Regions from separate parts of the Sus scrofa genome. Here region 2 is linked to region 1. Evidence: chromatin contacts called from public promoter capture Hi-C data. All regions are on one chromosome and are shown on one strand. Each heading gives the region's core, a stretch centred on a gene start, on an enhancer-like site or on the middle of the called end of the contact. The rest is flanking DNA. Distances are from core to core; before and after follow the strand shown.

The links. Promoter capture Hi-C pulls out the DNA fragments that hold promoters and counts their contacts.
Region 2: a contact with region 1 is called in a promoter capture Hi-C map of fetal liver, with 4 times the contacts expected there. The contact joins the promoter of DCUN1D1 here to the promoter of ATP11B in region 1. A contact is called at or near these places in 2 of 5 promoter capture datasets (fetal liver and liver) and 3 of 47 Hi-C or Micro-C datasets (fetal liver, heart right ventricle and liver).

Annotation. Positions count from the first base shown.
Region 1 is chr13:120,724,343-120,729,686 of Sscrofa11.1, forward strand. ATP11B (probable phospholipid-transporting ATPase IF) reads left to right here and starts at 3,291. Exons shown (of 31, transcript XM_021069876.1): 1 at 3,291-3,632. The coding sequence starts at 3,606.
Region 2 is chr13:120,947,692-120,953,035 of Sscrofa11.1, forward strand. It overlaps DCUN1D1 (DCN1-like protein 1), which reads right to left and starts at 3,134. Exons shown (of 7, transcript XM_003358695.4): 1 at 2,820-3,134. The coding sequence starts at 2,822.

The DNA.
Region 1 (5,344 bases), core at 2,041-4,540:
ATCAAACTCATGCCACAGCAGCAATCCTGCAACTGTAGTGACAATGCTGGACCCTTGACCACCACAAGGGAACTCCAGAAGAAAATTGCCTTTTCCCCTCCCCCCTTTTTCAGCCCCAACCACAGCATATGGAAGTTCCCAGGCCAGGGACCTATGCCACAGCTGCAGCAACATGGGATTCTTAACCACTGCATGGAGCCGGGATCCAACAGAAATACCACAGAGACAAAGCAGATCATTAACCCACTGCACTACAGCGGGAACTCTGGAAACTACTTTTTGAGCATAATGATTTATAATCTACTAGATTTATTATTTTGAGAAAGTAGAAAGCTACCCTTAAAAAAATGAGAGCAGGAGTTCCTGCTGTGGTACAGTGGGTTAAGAGTCTGACTGCAGTGTCTCAGGTCACTGGGGAGGCTGGGTTTAATCCCCAGCCCTGCACAGTGGGTTAAAGGATCTGGAGTTCCTACAGCTGTGGCTCAGATTCAATTTCTGGTCCGGCAACTTCCATATGCCACAGGTGAGGCCATAGAAATAGATTTTAAAAATAAATGAATAATTAAAATGAGAGCAGATTCCAGGGCCCATCTGATGCCTCCATCAATGTAAAAATAAGGCAACAGGTTGGCAAGGCTCACCGTCCTCAAATCAGACTGAACGTTTCTGAAAGGCACACAACAAACTGTCCTGAGTCTAAAGGATGGTAGATCTTAATGCATAGCTTAGGATCTACTGAAATCATTCAGTATACCTTGTTTTATATCACTTTGATATTCCTGAACTACATAAAACAAGAGCTAGAATTTTGAACTTCACAAGCACATAGTCTATGCTTTCTACTGATGGTCCAAGATGTTTTTTTTCTCTCTTTTTTTTTTTCCTGTCTTTTTGCCATTTCTTGGGCCACTCCCGCGGCATATGGAGGTTCCCAGGCTAGGGGTCGAATCAGAGCTGTAGCTGCCAGCCCACGCCAGAGCCACAGCAACGCAGGATCCAAGCCGCGTCCTTGACCCACACCACAGCTCAGGGCAACGCCGGATCCCCAACCCACTGAGCAAGGCCAGGGATCGAACCCGAAACCTCATGGTTCCTAGTCGGATTCGTTAACCACTGCACCACGATGGGAACTCCAGTATAGTTCTTAATTTCAAACTACCTTGGACTGTTACTTAACTTGCAGATTCCTCTCTGCAACTTCTCTTTCTAACTAGATTATAAACTCTCCCTAGAGAGAAGGGGCTCATCTTAAAAGCTGCATTTGTGGAGTTCCCCTTGTGGCGCAGTGGTTAACAAATCTGACTAGGAACTATGAGGTTATGGATTTGATCCCTGGCCTCCCTCAGTAGGTTAAGGATCTGGCGTTGCTGTGAGCTGTGGTGTAGGCTGGCAGCAACAACTCCAATTAGACCCCTAGCCTGGGAACCTCCATGTGCCGTGGGTGTGCCCCTGGAAAGACAGAAAAACAAAAAAAATTCAAAGGACTGATGGAATTAGACCATGCAAGACCTTATTGCAAGACCTTATTACAGGACCTTGAACACATAAATGATCCATGAATGGTAGTAATGTTTTATCACTATTACAGAAAAGTAAATGTATCTCAGATTTCTTTTTAGGGTTATAAAGCAAGTTTCAGTCATAAGAACAAAAACAAGATTACTTTTTATCTAGCTAAATTTGGTAAGTTGGGTTACTTATAATGTAAAATTCTTTTTTTTGTTTCTTTTTTTTTTTCTGCCATTTCTTGGGCCCCTCTGCGGCATATGGAGGTTCCCAGGCTAGGGGTCTAATCGGAGCTGTAGCTGCCAGCCTATGCCAGAGCCACAGCAACTCGGGATCCGAGCCGCGTCTGCAACCTACACCACAGCTCACGGCAACGCCGGATCGTTAACCCACTGAGCAAGGGCAGGGACCGAACCCACAACCTCATGGTTCCCAGTCGGATTCGTTAACCACTGCGCCACGACGGGAACTCCATAATGTAAAATTCTAATTCTGATTTTACAGATCATAAATACCCTTAAGGAAAGGCTCTATTTGTGGTGCTAGATAATCATTATATAATAAAGAATGTCTACTGAAACCAAAAGACTTGCCCAGCTCTGCTAATCTTTAGATTTCTGTTTTTGCTTAATGCAATTAAAAAAAACAAAAACAAAAACAAAACTCTCATGTGTTGAATGGTGAAGTGTGGTTTTTTTGTTTCTGTTTTTGTTTTTGTTTGTCTTTTTAGGGCTGCACCCGAAGCAAATGGAGATTCCCAGGCTAGGGGTCCAAACGAAGCTACAGCTGCCAGCCTACACCACAGCCACAGCAACTCCAGGATCTGAGCCACCTCTGGGACCTATACCACAGCTCAGGGCAGCCGGATCCTTAACCACTGAGCAATGCCGGGAATCGAACCTGCGGTCTCAGGTATGCTAGTCAGCTTTGTTTCAGCTGAGCTGTGATGGGAACTCCCCCAAAGTGTGTTTTAATTCAGCAAAATGCTGCACACACTAGGCATACAGTAACACTCAAGTTGTATAGGAGCCTGCTTTTGAACAAAGCCAGACCTGGAGCTTCATTTCAACCTTCTAGGTCAAGGCCTTGCTCCAGCTGCTTCCTACTGCTATTTAGCCACACCCTTATCTTACCTAGGTCTTGCTACTTATGGGGTGTTTTTGATTGCAGGAGTTTGGCAATTAACAGTAAACAACTACCTTCCCTCAGAAAGTATTTTTCTCCCTAATCTATTCAATTTGGCACTTGCAAGACAGAATATCTCGTCCATTGTCTGGGAAACACTGGTCCTACACTGGGCCAGGCACAAAGAAGTTGCATCTCCTTTCAAAATCACTTAAAGGTGATCACTGTTCCTCTAGCCCCAGTTCAGTCGTTTGCTAAAAAGAGCTGCATAGAGGCAAAGACTTTGGTAATTTAACTGAACCGCAACTGAAGACCTCCGGGGATTAACTTTCAGTCGCTACACTCCAGATTGCGCGTATGCGCATTGGGCGACTGGGGGAAGCAAAGAAGGCAGAAACAGACCTGCAACAGGAGGTAGAAACGTAGCAGTCAGCCAGAACCGCCCGTTTGGTAGACTGACACTCAGATGCGACTTAATCCTACCCTTGAAATAAGGGGGTGGGGGGCAGAGCTCCAACTCCGCTTCGGAACCCCGCCCTCTCCGCCAGCCCCGCCCATGCAGCCGAGCCCCGCTCCCTGACGGCTGCGAGGCGCGCCGGGCCCCTCGGTTCGCGCAATCCCTTTCGTCACATCCGGGGCGGGCCGGGGCGCCGGGGGCGGGCCCGGGTGGGGCCCGGGGCCGGGGGTGGGGTTGTGGCGGTGCTTCGGGTGACAACGGTCAATAATGAAGGTGGCTGCGGCTCGGCAGCAGGCTCGGCTGCGCCGGGTGGGGGCGGCGCCGGGGCCGCGCCTGTAGGACCTCGGGGCCGGCACGGCAAGATGCGGCCCCGGCGCGGGGAGTGAGGTGGTGGCGGCGGCGTCGAGCGGAACTTCAGCCAGAGGGGCTCTACTACTTCCCCCTCTGGCTCGTCGGCCTCCACTTGCAGCACCTCGGACCCCCAGTCCCGCGGGACCGGGAAGGCGACGGCGGGGGCATGTGGCGCTGGATTCGACAGCAGTTGGTAGGTGCCTCTGTCCCTCAGCTCCCGGACGCTCGATCCTGCTCGGCCTCTCGGGCCCGGGTGGCGGGGACGGGCCGGCGGCGCGGGCTCCCGGCTAGGCCGCGGCGGAGGCGGGCGCGGGTCCCGGAGCCGGCGAAGCCGCGCGCAGCCCCGGCACGCGTCTTGCCTCCGAGCCCGGGCTGCCGAGGCTGAGGCGGGAGGCGGCTGCTTGCTGCCCGCACTTCTCGGTTACTACCTCCTCCTCGCCTTTTATGGGCGGCTGCGGCCAGAAGCGGGGCCGGGGGTGGTCGGCGACCTCCTGAGGAACTAGGGCGAGGGAACGGAAAGAGAGTAGGTCTTGGGGAGAGAAAAGAGGTTTGTGTTTCCTGCCTCTAGCAATTTGGGACGCGTTTGAGTGGAGGGGAAGGACTTGTCTTCAGCCCCTTCTCACTGTTTTCAAGGTTGCCTAAAGGAGGGTAGCTTATCTAGTCTAACCACTCTCAACGAAAATGTTACCCAACGTCTGGGTGAGGGAAAGAAAGAATTTTCCAACACCCTGTCTAGTTTAGAAGATAAGTACGGTAGTTATGAAGGACTGTTTTCCTTTATACCTTGTCCTCACCCAACCCCAAGTGAAACTTGGAAGGCAAACCTTACTTTTTTCCGTTCTCCTCCAGGCGGTTTGGAGAAGACCGGTTGGGAACCAGTGCTTAACTTTTCAGTTTTATGGAACATTTGTAGAAAAATAGACTCTTAGAAAAGGGTGATTTAAGGCATATAAAAAGTGCCACCTTTCTCAGAATTAATTCACAGAGAAAAATTTCTTGCCTCCTGGCAACTACAGCCCTCAAAATACAGCAGTAAGGCATCAGTGACAATTAGGACAGAAATTGCTCCTGGCTGAAGAAGCCTAGCCTTGTCTCCATGTTGAGGTCTGTTACTGGTTGATGCTTAATTTCTAAATCGCATTAGTAATTAAATGCTTCTACGATCGGTGTTCTCATTTACTAATTCAAAAGGCAGTGAGGCAAAAATGATTTTCATGGGACTGTAAAGATTTTGTGGGACTAAAGCATTGATACCTCTATTTGCCTGCTCCAGAACATTTTTACGTTTAGACTAATGTATGCGGTTTCAGAGCCAGCCTTGTGTTAATTCATTTTGCTGTGGGAATCATTCTCCAAAAAAATCTTATAAATAAAACTACTGTTGCCTGCCACTCCCTCAGACAAATGCTAGCTCTCTATTTTTAGGTAATTGTGAATTCAGATATATGCCTTATTAGGAAACCAAGCTAATGATGCCATTATAATACCATATTGTTGTAATACTTCAGCTTCTTTGCAGTAAGCCACAGCTGGGTAACTTGACTCTCAGATGTTAATTATTATGGGTCTGATCTCATGCTTTTGGTTTTCCCATCTTCATGTGTGGAAGGCTTGTTTGATATTTTTGCGTGCTAGGAAGATCTTTTTTTTTTTTTTTTTTTTTTTGTCTTTTTGCTATTTCTTGGGCCGCTCCCGTTTTTGTTTGTTTGTTTGTTTTGTTTTTGTTTTGTTTTGTCTTTTTGCTATTTCTTGGGCCGCTCCCACGGCATATGGAGGTTCCCAGGCTAGGGGTCTAAACCGGCCTACGCCAGAGCCACAGCAACGCGGGATCCGAGCCGCGTCTGCAACCTACACCACAGCTCACGGCAACGCCAGATCGTTAACCCACTGAGCAAGGGCAGGGAT
Region 2 (5,344 bases), core at 1,884-4,383, 220 kb after region 1:
GCCTGGCACATAATAGGCATTTAAGAAATAATATTAAAATTAAGGCCCTCCCTTAATTTACTTATGTCTATGCAAAGAACATGTAACAAGTTCTACAGAGACAATCTTGAACAGACCTATATTTAGACTTATAAACTCTGATATTTGTTGAAAATAAGTCTACACATTTTTTAAAAAACCATTAACATTAATCACTCATTAATTTGAATTTTATTTAACATTTTCATTAATAACACTTGAGTCTTCCCCTGTTTAAATGAGTAACATAATTTAATTCCAAATCCTATTTTCAACTCTTTCTCTAGATTTCATGTGAATTAAAAGATTACATGTACTACAAATACGGGGGGAAATAGTAAAACCAGGAAAAAATAATTTCAGTTCTGTAACTAACAATTTTGCCAACTTGAACCTCAAAATCTCCTTGATCCTCAATTTCTTCTTCTGTAAAAGGGAAGAGGAGTAAATGAGATATCTCTGAGGCTGTTTCACATCTAAAAATTCTATGATGTGGTAAGTCTATAGAAATTTGGTAGCTTACACAGTCTACACAATTCTCACACATCTAACAAAAATCATTAAAAAATCAAAATTTTTCCCTGAATGAAACTTTAGAAATCATCAAATCCTGTCCTCTTACAAATAAGAAAACAAGTCAGAAATCTTGAACACTTTGAAAAAGATTTTCAGGAGTAACAGAATATTGTCTAGTTTCGAAGTTATTTTTAGTCCTTCTATATATGTGTCAGATAGGTTAAATACACATTTTTTTTCCTTACACAAAATATTTTACATCATTTAAGCTTGCCCCAGAACTGACAATATAACACGTGGTCTAGAAAGGGGCTGCATTACACAAACGGAAAAACATTAGCCCAAAAATTGTATCAAGAAATAATTATAAGTAAAATAAATTTACAATGAACAACTTAACTAGAAAGTTCTTACGGCCTAACTTTTATTAGGGCCCACAGAGATTTAGCTTCCAAACTAACAAAAGCACATCAAGACAATTCTAGTGACAACATCTGAGTTCAGCCACAGAAAGTGTTTTATATTTGTGTTATCTTGTCATTACTGGTATAATTAAATGAGTTATGGCTAAGTTCCAAAACTTGTTACTTTAATATTAATAAAAAGACAGAAGCTTACAAACTCCAATCCAAGCTGAACTCTCATATGAACCACATGAATTCTGAATCGTCGTGAACAGGTAATGTGTGTATTGTAGACCTTGAATTCTACAGGATGGTGCTGATTGGAGACTACTATGAACAGAACACATTTCAGTGCTCTCCCAGAGTGTTTACCAGGGAATTACATTTCATTACTTCAAGCTTACTACTTAACTACACGCCAAGAGTCTGGAAACTTTAGGAGTAATGTCTATGACCCTCAAAACGCTTAAGAAATTGGAAACTGTTCAGCCACCCAGGTGGATCTTTGAACATCGCAACATTAATCTAAACATTAACTTGCACTTTACAGCAGTTTTCTTGCAAACACAAATGGTAAATTTTCATGAAATTTACCAGAGAACGTAAGTCCTGAGTACAAAGCAAACTAAACCACATGTCCATATATGACACCACAATTCTGCCAAGTTGGAGGCGAGACTAGATAAGCGTCATTCAGCAAAAATAAGATCAACTAAAAACAAAGACACTGGGGCATTCCCTTAACACAGACACACACACACACCCTCGTCAAAGAGGCCTTTATGTTCCCCCTGAGCAAAAGGACAACAATATCATTTTTACTGTCTATTCATACAGTATCCTACATGGAATTCCACTCATGCTCAGATATAATGCTAAACATCGCTTCTCAAAAACTAAAGTCCAAGAGTCAGGTACACAATTACCAAAATGTAAACAGATAACTTAAATACCACGTCTTTAAGCTTGTTAGACATTTTCCAAACAAAAAAGAAAAAAAAAGGAGAGGGAAATAACTTGACAAACTGTTTTTTAAAAATCACAAATGGTCTTTAACTGGTATAATAAAGGAATTACTCCTCCCACCCCAAGTACATAAAATACGTGCTCAAAAGGTAGCAAGTCTGCTTCTCCTAATTTTATAAAATAAGAACAGGTTGCACTTCCGTACCCCCCCTCCCCCCACGTCCCCCAGCTCCGCGGTCTCCCATGGTCTCAGCAGAGACGTAAATATAACCTTCACCAACTAGCCAGTGAAACTCCCATTTTCCAAAAGCATGGGACGCGCTGAGAGGTGATGGAGAAAGGAAGAGGGCTGTTACCCCGCCCCAAGCAAAACTGCCTGGAGACTTGAAGGGTGTTGAAGCCGGAGCGGAGGAGGGAGAAGAGCGCCGGGAAAGTCTTCTCCTTCTCCCCGGCGGGGCGGAGGGGGAAGCCCCGGCTCCGGGGCGGGGGGGAGGCTCCTCAGCCGGAACCCCGGACCCCGGTCCCCCGCCAGACACAATGGAGCCAGCGAGGGGGCCGGGCAGGGGCAGGGCCGTTGCCCCATCCCCTCCCCCCGCCCCAACGCCTCCCCTCGCCGCGCCGGGCCCCGGGCGAGGGGCACTGGGGGCCGCTCCCCGCGCCCTAAACTCTCCGGGGCTCCCGACTAGGCCCGGCTCCGCTCCGCCTCCTCGGCTCTCGCGTAGCGGCGGCGCCCGGGCGGGAAGGGGCGAAGGAGGAAGGGAGAGGCGGGGAGGAGAGCCCTGCCGGGGAGCGGGACGGAGGCCGCGGGCCGAGGCTCGGGGCGGCGGGGTCGCCACGGGGCGGAGGGCGGCTGGGGCGGGGGTGCGCGGCTGCGCCGGCCGCCAGCCGGCGGGGCGGGCGGCCGCAGTGCCTCACCATGTTGGTGTCCTCCAGGCCTCTCCCCTCCTCCTCCGACTCCGCAGCGAATGGACGGCGGCGGCGGCGGCGGCTCCTCTCACGGGCTTGCCGGGCTCCCGCTCATGCGCAGTGCGGGGCAGCCCCGGCGCGGCCCGAGGAGGCAGCCCCGGGCCTCCGGGAGGCGGAGGGACTGGGGCGGGCAGCGGACGACCCGCGCGGGGCTTCCCCCGGGCGCGGGGTCCCCCCTCCCCGGCGGGGGGCGCGGCGGGGCAGGAGGGCGACGCACGCGCTGCGCGCGCGGACATCCTCCCGCCGCGCCAGGCGGTCTCTAATGGGGTGGGAGGCCGGGGGACACCACCTCCGCTTCCTACGCGCTCTTTCCTCCGTCCGACGGCCAGGGCTGGGTATGCACGGGCGGGAGGAGGGGAAGAGCGATGGCCCATAACTTGAGCAACTGGGGACGACTGGAAGGGCCAGGACTGAGGCGCTAGATCCATGCCAAACCTCCCCTCAACATCAATACCACCCCCCCAAAAAAGGAAGAGTGAAAACACCTCCACCCCAATGTTTTTTTTCTCTCCACCCTCCCTCCAACTCCATCGTTCCAGTATGGACTTCATCAGGTCGCCCACGCGGACATGCCATGGGCGACCTTAGTCTAGCCATGTGGGAGCCGTAATGCCCTTTAGTATGGCACAGGCTCTTCCCAGACCTATGTCCACAGGAAGACCAGTGGGATGGTCCTAGGGTACCAGGTGAGGAGGACTGAGGATTCAGGGCCCCATGCCTGCCACCATTGGCACCTAAATATCCACTTAGTTAAACCTTCCTAGGATAAGTTTTGGGAAGTAAACTTTTCTTTTTAAAACCAAGGGTTGATGTGAGGCTTGACCTAATCTTCTAAGTCTGGTGAGGCTGAGGATACCAGTATTCTCTGCTGGGGGTCAGTGGACAAGTATGTGCTGCAGGGAGTATAAAAGACTCTTTGGAATAGTCCCTGCCCTTAAGACATAATTGGAGAGATGAGACACTTTCACGCACGAGGGAAGGAAATAAGAAAATAGATAATAAAGCAAACATCAGAAAAGCAGATCTAACATTGAGCGAAAAGATCTATGTGTTTCAGAACAGAACCAACCTGAGTGGAAGTGGTATCACCCTCACCTGTTATCACCCCAATACTGGCATAAGCTGCCAGATCAACTCTATAACTTCACAGCTTTAAAATTCTTATGAAAGCCACAGACCTTCTTTGGCAATCCCTGGGGACCTCCTAACCCTTCCTGGAGCAGCCATGTATCAGGAGCTCCCAGGACTCTACCAAGACAGACCCCTGGCCACCACTAACCACACAGCCATTCTTTTCACCAGCCTTCAGTGTGCTTATACTAATGTACCAATCTCCTTGCTAGGCTCTGGGTAAACAGCTCAGTCAGAATAAGACAGATACGCCTCATGCAGCAAGCCTGAAGCTGGACCATATCCCTGGATGTTCTCCAGGTATTCACCTAGCATTTGACCTGAAAGATCAACTAACATCTATGGTCTAAAGGAAGAGGATTCTCGATATCTCTTTCCCCGCACTGTCATACCTCATTGACGTAATAGCTCATGGGTCTACAACTCAAGCTCTTTTTCCTAATTGCCAACTCCAGTAAACAGTTCTTAGTTCTTATTCTACTTGCCCTTGCTTCTGCATTTGAACATTTATTTCCTCCTTAAATTTCCTTTCCATCATTTTCCATGATTCCACTTTCTTCTACATTTCTTCCTTCGTCTGTGACCACTTCCCTCTGCTGGTTTAGCTCTCTTTGGCTCTTAAATGGTGGCCTTTCCAGAACTATCCCTGAATCTCTTCCTGTATACAAGTTGTGTCATGTTCTCACTCACATTCCCACAATGTCAACTACTACCTGTATTTTGAAGAGTCCTAAATCTTGACTTCTACACATTAATTTTGGTTACTCCACAGGCCTGTCAGTCTTGACAAATCCAAAACCTTATTCCCAAACCTGCTTTCCTCCTGTCTTTTTACCAGATCTTCCAAGCGAGGAAGGCTAAGAGTCATTCCCGATTCCTTCTATTTCATCCCTCTAAGTGTAATCGCTCACTAAATGTTTTTTTGGTTTAACACATAGCCTCTTTTCTTTTTTGGCCACCGTGGGGCATATGGAGAGTTCCTTAGCCAGAGATCAGATCTGAGCCGCAGTTCCAAACTATACTGCCGCTGTGGCAATGCTGGATCCTAAACCCACTGTGCCAGGCCAGGGATCAAACCTGCTTCCCAGCACTCCAGCGACACCTCTGATCCTGTTGTGCCACAGCAGGAACTCCCTCAATAGCTTCTTAACTAATTTTCTGGCCTCTACTCTTTCCCACTGCTCCAGAGTTCTCTTTCTATAACACAAACCTGAATTTCATCCTTAAAATTCTCCTTGGTCTCCATAAATGTGAGCCTCTTTGGTATGGCATATAAAGCTCTAGCCTCATAACCTCTATACTCATCTTGGCATTTCCCACTACCTTCCCCACAAGCGCACCTC